Regions from separate parts of the Sus scrofa genome. Here regions 1 and 3 are each linked to region 2. A link is a contact called in public Hi-C and promoter capture Hi-C data. All regions are on one chromosome and are shown on one strand. The core of a region is the stretch at or near the end of the contact, and the rest is flanking DNA. Distances in the headings are between cores, read along the strand shown.

Region 1 (4,259 bases), core at 314-2,813, 300 kb after region 2:
ACAAACTCTCCCAGGACAATGAAATCTTTGCATATCAATACTTAACATGAAGGGAGGAAAAAAAGGGTTGAAGAGGAACTGAAGAGAAGGAGGAATATGAACTGCCCAAATATTAGGGTGTGTGCCAACTGGATATTTACCAGAAACTTGAATTTAACAACTTAATATAAACAACGTAAATTCCATATTCATAGCATGGAATAAATTAGATCTACATCTGTCAAAAATAAATAGAAAAAACATAACTAGAGTAGAAAAGCAAGTGGCAGAATGATATAAGTACAATATAGTAAGGTTTACATAAATGAAAAGCAAAAAATCATAGTATATATTGTTCCTGGGTATATGTACACAGGGGTGGACAGGTGGATAGAAAAGTATGAGAAGTGGACTGGAAGGATACGCATCAAATTCATGACATTTGGGAAGAGGCTTTTATTTTTATTTGTAATAGTCCATTTTTATTTGTAATGGTCTAATATTTTTAATGGATTTTTTAAAGGACAACATATTCGTACTTTTAATAACAAAAGCATATAGGTAGGGAAAAAAGTATACATAGGAAAAAAATTGAAAGTGAAATGCCACAACGTTAGGTGGTGGGTGTATGGATAATTGTTTTTTCTTTGCGCTTTTTCTGTATTTTTAAATATCTATATATGTATCAACCTGGATAGATATTTAAGAAACATAGTGGGGTGAAAAAAGTCAGCTGCAGATAATCATAGTATAATAATATTTATATTCATGTAAAAATCCACAATGATAAAAACGAAACACTCTCCATGGATATATCTATCCATATGAATATATCCGTATATATCCATATAAATTCACAGCAAAAGATCCAGAAGGATACACAGTGTACTAAGTGGAGGGACTTCAATGGGGGACAAAGGTAAAAGAACATTGGTACTTCGTCTGAAAAATTTTAATATTTTGCAATAACCCACATAAAACTTGTGTAACTAAAAATGAAAACACCTGAGCTTTTAGAGAAAACGGCCCACTCGAAAATCCCCCTGGTTTGGCTTTTGGAGCCCCTGGCGCAGGTTACTGCTGAAGTCCATGATGTCTTCCGTGTGGGTTAATTTAGGGTCTCCGGGTTTAATGCCCACTAAGAATACAGATTCTTAAACTGCTTTTCATTCTAAGATCGGTTCGGAACAAGACTGGTCTAAATATTAGAGGAAATATTTTATTTTCTGTACCTGGTATATTCTAAATAGTTCTATTAAGATGAAGTAAAGCACTTAAGCGGAAGAAGAAACGTACACGCAAATGCACATAAACGTATGAAGTAGTTTTCTGGAAGGCACTTTGCATAACCGGGTAGCGTGGCCGAGCGGTCTAAGGCGCTGGATTAAGGCTCCAGTCTCTTCGGGGGCGTGGGTTCGAATCCCACCGCTGCCAAGGTCAATCTTTTGACGGTTTGCAGCTGTTTTGCGCCAGCATCAGCGCCCCCTGCTGCCGGGAAGGGCTGGCTCACCTCATGAATGGAGCGGCGGAGGGGGGCGGGTCCGCGTGCGCCGGGGCGGGGCATTGTGGGTAAAAGGAAGCGCGAGGGCTGGCCCTGCTCCCCCCACGTGTCCGCCCGAGTTTCTCCACCGGCAACATGGCCGCTGCCTGAGAGAAGAGCCGGGCCGCCGCCGCCTCTGCAGCCCGCGGGTACCTGGGCCGTTGCAGCCGCCCGCCTGCGGGCCCCGCGGAGAGGTGAGTGCCGAGTGGGCTGCGCCTGCCCGGGCTGGAGCCGGGCCGCACTCAGGAGGTGGGCCTGGGCTGGGCTGCGGAGTAGGCCGGGAGGCCCGCGCCGCGCGGTGCCCAGAGGCCGGGGGCCGCTCGGGACTCGGTGGGGGAAGGACGGGCAACCTGCCTCAGTCGACCTGGGCCGGCCGCGGGCTTCGACCTCGGCTGGGCCCGGTGGTTGGTGAGGCCGCGGCCGAGGCTGCCGGCGGTGACTCAGGGGCCAGCCGCCTTGCCCCGCCCGGCTCAGGCGGGCCTCCTTATGGGAGCACCTGTCCGAAGGCAGCCGGTGACCTGCCGGCGTGGCGGCTCGTAGCGATGGCTGCGTGGTGGGCGTGAGAAGGGGGCCTGACCACCCGCGAGGGAGGCGAAACCCATTGGACAGTGTGGCTCGGGGCCGGCGGCCCGCCCTGATGGGCAGGGGGAGGATACCCAGGCCCTCTCCTGGCTGCTGAACCAGAGCAGCCTCCGCGCGGCCAGGCCCGGATTTCTTCATTCATTTATTCCAGCCACCACTCAGGGCTAATTGAAAACCAACTACGGGCGGCTGATACAGCCCTGACCATTTGGTCGGAAGAGGTGTCAGTAAGCACGTCAAGTAAACCAGTAAATAAATAAACAAGGTCGCTCTGTTGTGTTAGCTTTAGAATCGTTGGGGCTTGGGGGCAGAAAGAGCTCTTAGCAAGCTTCACAATTTCTTTATCTGTGAAATGGGGATAACAGAATTCCCCACCTCATAGGGTTGTGGTGAGGACTAAGTAGGGTAAGGCGGGAGAAGCCCCAGCTTACAGCATTTTGATTCCTGGCTAGATCTCCTACCCTTTTATATTGGAAGAAAATGTGCCAAGTTGTAACAAACCTGTCCTTGGCTTACATTTATACCTTATTTAACCCTCACCACAGTCCTCTGAGGTCGGTACTTTTGTTATCCCCATTTTAGGGATGAAAATAACGAGCAGTCCTAAGATCAAACAGCTCCAGGTGGGACAAGGGTAGCGAGCAGCAGACCTGGGATTTGAACTTACAGAGTTCTGCCTCAGAGTCCATGCTCTTACCCACCGTACTATCCTGCTTTTTGTTAAAGATGCCTGCAGCATAGTAGTTAAGAACCAGAATAAGGATCTTTTGCCATCAGCTAGACCTAGGTTTGTGTCCTAGCTCTGCCGTTCTCCAGCACTGTGACCCTGGGGTAAGTTAACACTCTGAACTTTGTTTTCTGCTTTCTTAATTGGAGATGGTAAATCTTGATTTAAAGGGCTATTGAGCAGAGAAATGGGAATATGTATTTTAAGTTCTTGGAGAAGGGAGGGTCTGACTCTAGTTTTAAGAGGTAATTCTTCTAGCCCCTAGGCTATCCTTCCCTTGAATGGAAGTGGAAAGGGATGACCCAAAGAGGGGGGGAACGTGTGGAGGGGCACACAGCCAATAAGAACCCGGACCTTGAGACTATTTGCCCAGGGGCCTTTCCCCTTAACTCCGAAGCATCTTGTCCTCACCCTATCTCACTCCCTCTAGGAGCTGGAGATTATTTGCAGTCCCCTCTGCTTTTCAGTTTGGTGGACAGCATAGATGGATGCAGCTGGCTGGGGCCTTCAGGCTGCTCCTCTGCTCTGAACACCTCCTTAGCTCACCTGGCATTCTTGTCCCCTTTCCATTTGTCGAGCAAAACCCCTGATGGGGTCTGTTTTCTGTGCCCAGCACCATGGAGCCACAGCCACAGTGTCCCCTTGTGGCCACAAGTCACCCTGTGGAGGCCCAGGGGTTCACTCACTCCTGCTAGGGAAGCTTAGCTTGTGGTGGCCTGGGAGGACAGGCTACACCCCTATCCTCATGTGTCCAGGAGACCCAAGCCATGAGGCCACTAGTCTCTCAGTGGGGCTGAGCTAGACTCACTGGGTACAGGGTCTGTAGCTGCCTGACGTATGCGTTTTGTGTACTGTATTGAGTGATAATTTTATGCCAGGTCCTGTTCTACATATTGGGAGATCAGCATGAATTTTTTTAAAAAGATAGTAATCCCTCTATCAACTCAGCTTCAACTTTTGTGGTTGAAGCCCTGAGAGGCTGTCATGGAGCTTACATTCTAATGCAGAAGATAGACAACTCAGAAGCAAATAGACTAGGTTTTTCCAGATGGTGATAAGAACCTGAATGTGGTCGTGACTGGAAACAGTTACAGGGCGGAGGTGCTGTTTAAGGTGGATAGTCGGAGAACCTCTCTGCTCCTGGAGGGGCTGGGTGATGGTATCTAATGAAAAGAGGTCAGCCTTGAAAGGAGGAAAATAGACGAGGTGCAAAGGTCCTGGGGCAGACTTGGGCTTAGCCTCACATGAGACCTTGAGGCCACGGAAAGGAATTTGGATTTTATTCTATGTGATAGTTGAAGGGCTTTGAGTAGAGAAATGATGTGATTGCTTTTTCTGCAAGACGACTCTGGCTGTTTCTGGGAGGATTGGAGGCAGGAAAGACTAGTTGGAGCAGTACTTTTTAAATTGCAGTTCCAGATTTATTAGTGG
Region 2 (4,558 bases), core at 100-2,599:
ATAAATTACACCAACATCTTGGGTTTTTTCTCTCTCTCCAACCGAAGCCCCTTCCCATACCTCCCTAAATAGTATCGTCCAACACCTAGTTACTCAGGCCAAGAATTTAGGAGTCATCCCTAAGTCCTCTCTTTCTTTTAACCCTTCCCCTAACTCATCAGCAAATCCATCCCTCTGCCTACAAAATATCCAAGACTGCCAATTTCCCCCAATCGTCACTATGCTCATCCTAGTTAAAGCTTTATTTCTCTCCTGGACCCCTGTGCCTCTTAACTGGTATCCCTGCTTTCATTCTTGCCCCTCCCCCCTACAATCTACACTCTTTACAAATTAAATAAGACCTTGTCACGCTCCAGCTTTAAATTCTCCAGTGCCTCCCGGTTGCCTTTAGAACAAAATCCGAACTCTTTTATCCTGTCTCTCAAAGTCCTGTATCTGATCTCTGCCTACCTCTGTCTTCTCATACCACTCACCAGTCACAGAGACCAATTTTGCGGTTCCTTGAACAGGCCAACCTCTTCCTTGCCCACTTCTCTAACGTTCTTGGCACTTTTTTTCCCCTCTGTCTGGAATACTCTTGCCCAGATCTTCTTACATCAGGTCTTTATGAACTTGGCGTTCTCAGTGTTAAAATCTTCCCGGACCATCCTCAAGCAGCACTGCAGCCCCTCAAGTCCCCCATCAGATTAATCCCCAATGTAATTCTAGATCAACACCTGACATTACCTTTATTTTAAAGATCAGGGTATTAGTTTCTTTCTCTTCCCCACCAGGAGGCTCCTTCCTGGCTTCCTGAGAGCAGGAACCTTGTCTCTCATGTTCTCTCCACTCCAGCACGCCCGGCACCTACAGCGCTGTCCATAGTTACTTCCTAAATGGGGCAGTCCCAGGTCTGACAGTCACGGAAGAGGCAATGATCACCCAAGGTGACATGGGTTTGTCACCGACTCACTCGGGGGCCGGCGGAGTCAGGGCCGCCTCCTGCTGTTAAGACCGGCGGCTCCCCCTGACCCCCATTCCTGTCTGCCTTTTAAAAAGCTATGGCTCAAAAGCCTTTTTGTGACCACACAGCCATTGTCAACGACAATATTACTATCACTAGCAAGAGCGTGGACTGACGGAAAGGGCGGGAGCGGGGCAGGGGCCTGGGTCGGGGCCGCGTCCAGGGCAGCGAGACGGGCGGCGGAGCAGAGGTCGACGGCACAGGGTCCGGGGCAGGCGGGAGGGTCGGGGCTGCGGGCCGGGGCAGCAGACAGAGCGGACAGCGGACAGAGCGGACAAGCGGACAGAGCGGGGTCGCCACGGGCCGGGAGCCGGAGCCGGTCTCGCCAGCGCCGCGACTTCGCTTCCGGGTGAGGGGCGGGCGGGCGGAGCAGTTCCGGGGCGGGCGGCGGTTCCGGCTGTGCGGGCCGCGCCGCGGCTGCTGGTCCCGGGCGCGCGGAGGGCGCGAGCAGCGCACGGGGGCCGAGGGGGCGCGAGGCGGCGGCGCGGGGTCTCCGGGCCCCGGCGGCGGCCCATGGGGCGGGAGGCGTGAGGCCGCAGCCTGCCCGGGGCTCGGGGGGTGGGGGGAGCGGGGCGGGGAGATGGATAAACTGACCATCATCTCAGGATGTCTCTTTCTGGCCGCCGATATCTTCGCCATCGCCAGCATCGCCAACCCGGACTGGATCAACACCGGGGAGTCCGCGGGTGAGCGGCGGCGCGCGGGCCGGGCGGGGGATTGGCTGAGGGAGGAGGGAGGGGAGGGGAGACCCGGCTGAGAAGAAGACGGAGCTGGAGGGTGCGAGGCGGGGGCCGGCCTGAGGAGAGGAGGGCGGAGGCGACCGGGACTGCCGGGCCGGGCGGCCGGGGGGCAGAGGGGATGGAGAAGAGACGCGCCGGTCGGGAGCCGAACCCCCGGGCGGAGGGGATCGGCGCCCCGGGCTGAGTGCAAAGTGGCGGAGTGGCGGGGAGCCCTGGGCTGGGCTGGCGGCCCCGGGAATAGGGGTGAGGGGAAATAGGCGCCGACCTGAGGGATCGCGGAGGAACAAGCTTAGTCTTGGATTTTTAAAAAAAAGTCACGATGAGAGGAAGCCGATATGGAGGGAAACCGAGGCGATCGTGAAGGAATCAGAAACCAGGCGGGCAGCCTGGGGGTGTGGGAGGCCAGGAGGTGTCGGGTCCGACCCCGAACACCACCCTCCTGCAACCTCCCAGGAAGCGGCAGCCGGCTGAGAGGTCCTGGCCGTGCGGAGTTAATGGTGCGGGGAGAGCCGGGGGCGTTGCGGGGGATGGGGGCCCTTACCCGCGCCCCCACCAGCCCCTGCCCACAGGCAGTGTTTGAGACGCATGTGGCTTCCGATTTTCCCTTTGAAGCCTGTGCGGTTAGAATTTTGCTTTATTTTAGGCCCGCGAGCTGTAATAATCCTAATAATAAACTTCATTTTATGGGGCCTCTTTCATTCCAGCGCATCACAAAACGCTTTAGAGCTCCTAATAGTAGTTACAGAATTAAATAACACATTCGAGTTGCTGGCTACCCAGCAGCAGTGCCTGCTGTGACACCACAGAGCTCTGTCGGCAGCAGCACCCTCCGGAAAGGGTAGACATCTTTCTGAAGGGTATCCCAGGTGAATGCCCTTGCAGGATTTTTCTCAGCTTGGGCCACCACCCCTACCACACACACACGCAAAATCACTCGCTCACTCACACTCAGACCTATGAGACCAAACCTTTAATTAATGTAACAGCTGCCAGGAGAGCTGATGGGAATACAGGCACGAGCCTGTTTTCTAACTGCTTGTTCGGTGCAGGTGAAGGGAATAATGGGGGTGGGGAATGTCAGGCTCCCTCCGTGAATAATTTGTTGTAAGAATGTGTATCACTGTGCTGTCAAACTTCTTAAGTATTACTTGTGGGTCTGTATTTATCCTGCAATATTTTTAGCTCCTGAAAAAAACTGTGGCTGGGACATTTGTTGCTTCCTCCTCCGTCTCTCCCCCATCTAGACCTAGTAACACAAAATCATACTGTCAGATTTACTGGTTATTAAAATAACACTCTAAAAAATTCTCCTTTCCTTGCCGATGTAGTCTTAGCAAGAGCTCTTAATTGCAAGGCATATATGACTATTATATAGCCCTATGGAGGTGTTAGCTGATGCTAGAGTGGTAATATTGCAATATATAAATGTATCAAATAGACACTTTGTACACCCTAAACATACACAGTGTTATATGTTATATGTCAATTCTATCTCAACTTTTTTAAACTGTAAAACATAAAATACGTGATGTCACTGTTGCTACTGGTTTGCAGTTAATAAGTGTGATGTGCAGTTCTTGACCTGTTGTTTTCATCCTGATTATATGTGCAGGGGCTCCTTTTATAACTTTCTCTGGGACTTTACATACTTAGGGACAAAGAGATTTCACTGTTCGAGCAGATCCTTTCTGTAAGGAAGTTTCAAGTGGAATCCCAACTTAACGAACTAGACGAAATGCCCATGGGAAAGATACAGTTGGGAGAGGGAAGAGAGAGTTAAGGAATAGCATAACATTCCTGGGAAGATATGTATTTGAAAGAAAGCACACAGAGGATGAATACGGCTCCTTCAAATTTGGCAAAGTCATCAGCCCTGAGTTGCCTCAGTGATGAGAGGGACAGAAGCTCAGGGTTTGAAAGAAGTAGAAACTGTTTGAAATAAATAAATAGTTGCAAGAGAAAGCATGCCAACCAGAGACATAGGATTAGCTAGCAGCATGGAAACCTCTTTGAAGTCGGCTGTCAACATACAGTGTAATAACCCGTCTGTTTTGGTGACCTTGTCTGGTAGTGGCTCAGCTACTTTGGCACCAGTGTGTGGTGAAAGCCGATAGAAGGCTTTATTCAGAGTTGGGATTTGCTAGATACGTGCAGCAAAATGATAGAGGAACAAAGGTGTTTGGGGCGTTGGTCAAAACGTTGTAATGATGGCTTATGAAATCTCAGCTGGGTAAGGGGTAAAAGTGAAAAAGAAAGGAGCTGATGTATTATTGGTCATTGAATAGTAGATGGTATATGGTCAATGGAATAGCGAACCTGGACCCAATAGAGTTGAAGACTTGACTGGGAGTGATTGATTCAGCAAACTGGAAGGACAAGGGATTATGGGCACAAAGTCCAGAGGGTGACAGTGGTGATGTGTGGCAGAAGTGGGATAGAAGTGATATTTTTTTTTCCCTAACAGTTTCCTTTGCCGTCTCAAAAGAGGAATAAGAAGAGATAGTAAGGGAGTTCCCTCTGTGGCACAGCAGGTTAAGGATCTGGTGTTGCCACAGCTGTGGTACAGGTTGCAGCTGCAGCTCGGATTCACTCCCTAGCCTAGGAACTTCCATGTGCCACAGGTGCGGTCAAAAACAGAAAAAGAGTGTGTGTGATAGTAAGAACAGTAGGACATTTTTCAAAATCATATCTAACCTATATTTCTTATGGTTAAATGTCAGACATTAAGCCCCCAAAACTTAAAATGAGTGAGATAGTATGCATTTTTGTTCACTCTTGTGCTTTTTTGCACTGTGATAAGATGCACCTGAATTTT
Region 3 (4,211 bases), core at 869-3,368, 380 kb after region 2:
TAAGGCACCTGAGAGAAGAGAGCCATGAAAACAGGGATCTTGTTTGAGTGTCGGGATGAGCTTCTACTACCTGCTAAGTATTATGCTAGATTCAAACCAACCAACCAACCAACCTACCAGCCTGTACAGATCTACGCCTTCTAAACACAGTAAAAAAATACTTAGCTTTGATTACAGGATGAACTGCGGAATGTATTATAGGGGAATGCTGCAAGTGCACAGTGGTTGCCTCATAAATCCTGGAGAAAGTATCAAACTAGGCCATCAACCCTTAGGGGGAATTCTGAAAACAGGTTAAAATGTAAGACAAATGTGCCTTGTGGACCTTGTGAATATGATGGCAAATACGGCATGCACTGCAGCCACTGAAGAGCTTCGACTATATAAGCATAACGGTGAACTCCTGCGACTGTCCACTCCATACTGATGTAAGAAATTATCTCCCCCCTCCCAAAGAGCTCCTTATGTTCCTTTTCTAAGTATGAGTCATTTAAGCCCATATTCCCCAGCCCCCAAGTTCAATGGTTAGCATGAACAAACAATCACGGTCATTTAATAGTCAACTACATGAGGTGTTAATTTTTTGTGCCAGTTTAGAGCTGAAAAAGCTGATGTGCACAGCATTGCTGAAACAGAAGAGGCCTGGAGAAAAAAACAAAAAAACAAAAAACAAAAAACCCACAACTCCTGAGGAGTATTCAGCATCCAGGATGAGGGCTGAGAAAGTTTACTTTGGAGTTTGGAGTGGAACCCTAGCTCCCCCAACAGCAGTACTCAGTACTTCTTTGCCATAGCACTGCCCTACGAAATGAGCGAGCACCTGTGTGAAGGGGCCTGTTAGCGTCTGGCACACCAACAGCTTCCCCAGTTGCAAGTCCCTGCTATTAAGAGGCAAAAAACTGGCATTGGCTCCAAAGTGAAGGCCCCTCTAAGGTGTCTCTCTGGAGACAAGAAATCCAAGACAGGCTAGGGCCTGTTTTAAACGAACACCTGTTTTTAACTAGAAAGCAAGGGTGCAAATTGAAGGAAGGGGAATACCGCTGAAGTGCCCTCAAGTCATGTCCCTTGCATCTGGTGAACACAAGCAAAAATTTTCCCGCAACTGAAAAAGCCGTAAAACAGGTGGTGAAGAGATAAGGTTTGGGCAGAGGCTACGACGACTCCCCAGTCTGAGTGTGTGGCTTCATAAATACGTTCTCCCCCACTTAATCTGGAGGAAGGCACTTGGCAGCGTTAGTCTCCGCTTTGCCCATCTGGAAAATGGGGATAACACAAGTTACTCTCTCGCGGAGTTATGGTGCCCATCGAATGTGTGAAAAGGGCTAGACAAGGTTCCTGCCACCTGCAGCAGCTCACACTTGGCACCGACTGTGTTTTCTCCCGGAGGCGGAGAGGCAGCAGGGGCCCCTGAGCCCAGCAAGGGCTCCCCTCTCTGCTCCGAGTAATGCCATGGGGATTAAATCAGTTAATCTGGGGAAAGCGCGTCAAACGGTGCCTGGCGCCCAGCTAGCAGGAGGGGTGATGATGGTGATGCTGATATTGGTACCTGCGCAGAAGCCCGAGTCCCGCGCAGCGCAGTTCCCCGGGGCGGGATGGGCAGGCGCGACAGTCCCAACACCAGGTGAGCGCCAGACCTTCCCTGCACTTGGCATCTGTTGGCCCCGAGGAAAAGCAACTTTTTAAGTTTCGCGGCGGGAGAAGCCGTGAGCCGGCAGCGCCCCGGCCAGGCCCTGCCAGGCGACCGCGCCCTCACCTTGCTGGAGGTCCTGGTGGTCGTACCACGGCTCGTCCTCCTTCATCTCAAACTCCTCCACCAGGTTTTCCGCCAGCATCTCGGCCGGCTCTTCCGGGGGCAGCGGCCCCCGCCGCCGCCGGCCCGCCTCAGCCGCTGCCCCGGGCTTTCCGCCGGCCCCTCCGCCCTCGGCCAGAGCCGCCCTCGGGCGGGACGCGCCGCCGCCCTGGCTCTGCCGCGCAGTCCGACCACAGCTAGCCGCCGCTGCCGCCGCGGGGCGGCTCGCAGCGCAAGCCTCGGACCGGCTTTCCGACTCGCCTCGCGCAGCTCAAAGAGTCCCAACGGCCAGCGCCCAGGCGCTAGCGCCCCGGCCGGCGCCCAGAGCCGGCTCCTCACGCCGCAGCCCGGCCCAACGTGGCACTTTGGCAGAACCCTCCCCGATCTGGGCTGCGATTCAAACCCCCGGCGGCGCCTCAGCCAATCGCGAGAGGGATGTCGGCCGAGCGGCAGCGACATCGTCCAATCCCGTCTCACTGCAGTCCCGCGGTTCGCCGGGTTTCAAGGGCAAGCAGCCAATGGGAACTCCGGGGGAAACAAAGAAGGCGGGAAAAGGGGAAGGGGTGCGGCCGAAGGTCCCGCCCCTCTCTGCTTTGAGTAGCTACTGGGCGTATTCGCGTTACACAGGTGTGGATGTGGCGGCCTCAGCGGCCACTGTGGTGGGTGTCGGGCGCGCTGGCCAGTGGACTGGCTGCGTGGGCGTGAGGGGCGGGAGTCTGGCCTCGGAGCATAAGGCAGTTGCTGGCAGGCGGCGTGAAGGGTTCCGGGATCCTGAGATCCGCTGTCCCGCCGGCCTCTGCTGGTCTTTTCACGCCCAGATTTGGTCTCCTCTACGCAGAGAAATTGAGGGTCGGTCGAAAGTTTAGGGCTGTTAGCTATTTTCTCCTTGATATCTGAGTACAATCAGCTGAGGATTGTACTCACTCCCCCTGAAACGGTGAGCCTCAAACCCACTTGAGTATCTGGGGACAAACAGGAACCGGTGCAGTTGACGGTAACTTAGCCTTAAAAAAAAAAGAAAGAAAGAAATTGCAGGCATTTTTGCATACTTTTAAAAAGATTCACAGATCACAGGACTCTGGAGTCATAATGTTAACACCTGCAGAGAATGCAGTCGAAGCACTAGATGGCCAGCAGAGCAGTGAACACTCGTCTCCAAAGACAATAGCAAAATAAATAACTGCCGGTAGGTTGTGGATTTCACCAGCATTGTGCAGACAAAACACAGACATTTTAAAATAGGGTTACAGACCAGAAGGTCAGTGTTCTCAGCCTTGATGTAACGGTAATGCACAGCTGACAGACAACGGTGCTGTCTCTTAAAGTAGAATGCGCACTAATAAACGTAGAAGGACTTACGGTGTTAGAAGTAATAAAAGCAGAAATGGTAAACTGATAAATTCTTTTCTTCTGAAGCCAAATATGCTAAAAGGTAAAATGTTACTGATAAATTTTTTATTGCTAGGCTAAGACAGAAGCTAGGTTGTGCGTCTAGCTAGTCTAGCCTGTACTGCTCTAATTGTCAATATTCTGGTAGAGAAATTAGTCCCTAGCCGAAAGAAAATAATCACACCCAACTATCTTTTTTTTTTTTCTTTGCTTTCTAAAAAATTTATTTATTTATTTTGTCTTTTTAGGGCTGCACCCATGGCATATGGAGGTTCCCAGGCTGGGGGTCAAATCGGAGCTGTAGCTTCGATCTACACAGCTGATGGCAATGCTGGATACTTAACTCCCTGAGGGAGGCCAGGGATCAAACCTGTGTCCTCATGGTTGCTAATGAGATTCGTTAACAACTGAGCCACCGCAGGAACTCCAAACTCAACTATCTTAATTTAAAAGTCACTATGGATAGAGCTCTTTGGAAAGAGAGATGATTGGATTTAGGATTTGTGGATGGTGATTTGTGGAAGCTGAAGGGGCAGAAACATGTCTCTGATCGCTAAGAGACAGTTTTTTAGTCTCTAATCTGCAAGATTGAAAGTGCTGACTTTTTCCTCCATGGCAGAAGCTTGTTTTTGACTCCAAATCAAATGGGAAAGTGCATCGAAATGCTCTTTTAGAGTCTTCAAAAATCAACAAGAAACATAACAACAATGAAATTCAAGAATGATCCGGAGATAAAAGTTACTGATGATTTAAAATGGCACGGCAAGAAAACCCCAATACAATCCCCCCCCAAACCCAAATATAACAACAATAAACTCAGCCTTTTTGTATTAGTGGGTTGTTTCGTTTTTTCTTCTTGGCCACACCTCAGCACGTGGAGGTTCTGGGGCCTGGGATCCAACCTAACCACAGCTGTGACAAAACCGAGGCCACCAGGGAACCCTATAGGTTCTTTTTAAGGACACTATTTGGGGAAACTTCCCTCTCACCTGAAAAAGCTTGAACAAAAATTGCCTTGAACAAGAAAATTAGT

The links. Promoter capture Hi-C pulls out the DNA fragments that hold promoters and counts their contacts. A called contact is a pair of places that touch in the nucleus more often than the background predicts.
Region 1: a contact with region 2 is called in a promoter capture Hi-C map of fetal liver, with 4 times the contacts expected there. The contact joins the promoter of POLR3E here to the promoter of PDZD9 in region 2. A contact is called at or near these places in 2 of 5 promoter capture datasets (fetal liver and liver), 14 of 47 Hi-C or Micro-C datasets (alveolar macrophages, embryonic fibroblasts, epiblast stem cells and 9 more) and 1 of 2 datasets of contacts at active chromatin or transcription factors (alveolar macrophages).
Region 3: a Hi-C map of subcutaneous adipose tissue shows a contact between it and region 2, with 4 times the contacts expected there. The contact joins the promoter of CDR2 here to the promoter of PDZD9 in region 2. A contact is called at or near these places in 2 of 47 Hi-C or Micro-C datasets (retroperitoneal adipose tissue and subcutaneous adipose tissue).

Annotation. Positions count from the first base shown.
Region 1 is chr3:23,877,935-23,882,193 of Sscrofa11.1, reverse strand. It overlaps POLR3E (DNA-directed RNA polymerase III subunit RPC5), which reads left to right and starts at 1,563. Exons shown (of 21, transcript XM_021086481.1): 1 at 1,563-1,713. It overlaps TRNAL-AAG (a tRNA gene), which reads left to right and starts at 1,332; the gene lies at 1,332-1,413.
Region 2 is chr3:24,173,031-24,177,588 of Sscrofa11.1, reverse strand. PDZD9 (PDZ domain-containing protein 9) reads right to left here and starts at 1,349. Exons shown (of 5, transcript XM_021086490.1): 1 at 727-1,349. It overlaps C3H16orf52, which reads left to right and starts at 1,428. Exons shown (of 3, transcript XM_021086492.1): 1 at 1,428-1,689. The coding sequence starts at 1,584.
Region 3 is chr3:23,794,710-23,798,920 of Sscrofa11.1, reverse strand. CDR2 (cerebellar degeneration-related protein 2) reads right to left here and starts at 2,118. Exons shown (of 5, transcript XM_021086479.1): 1 at 1,754-2,118. The coding sequence starts at 1,832.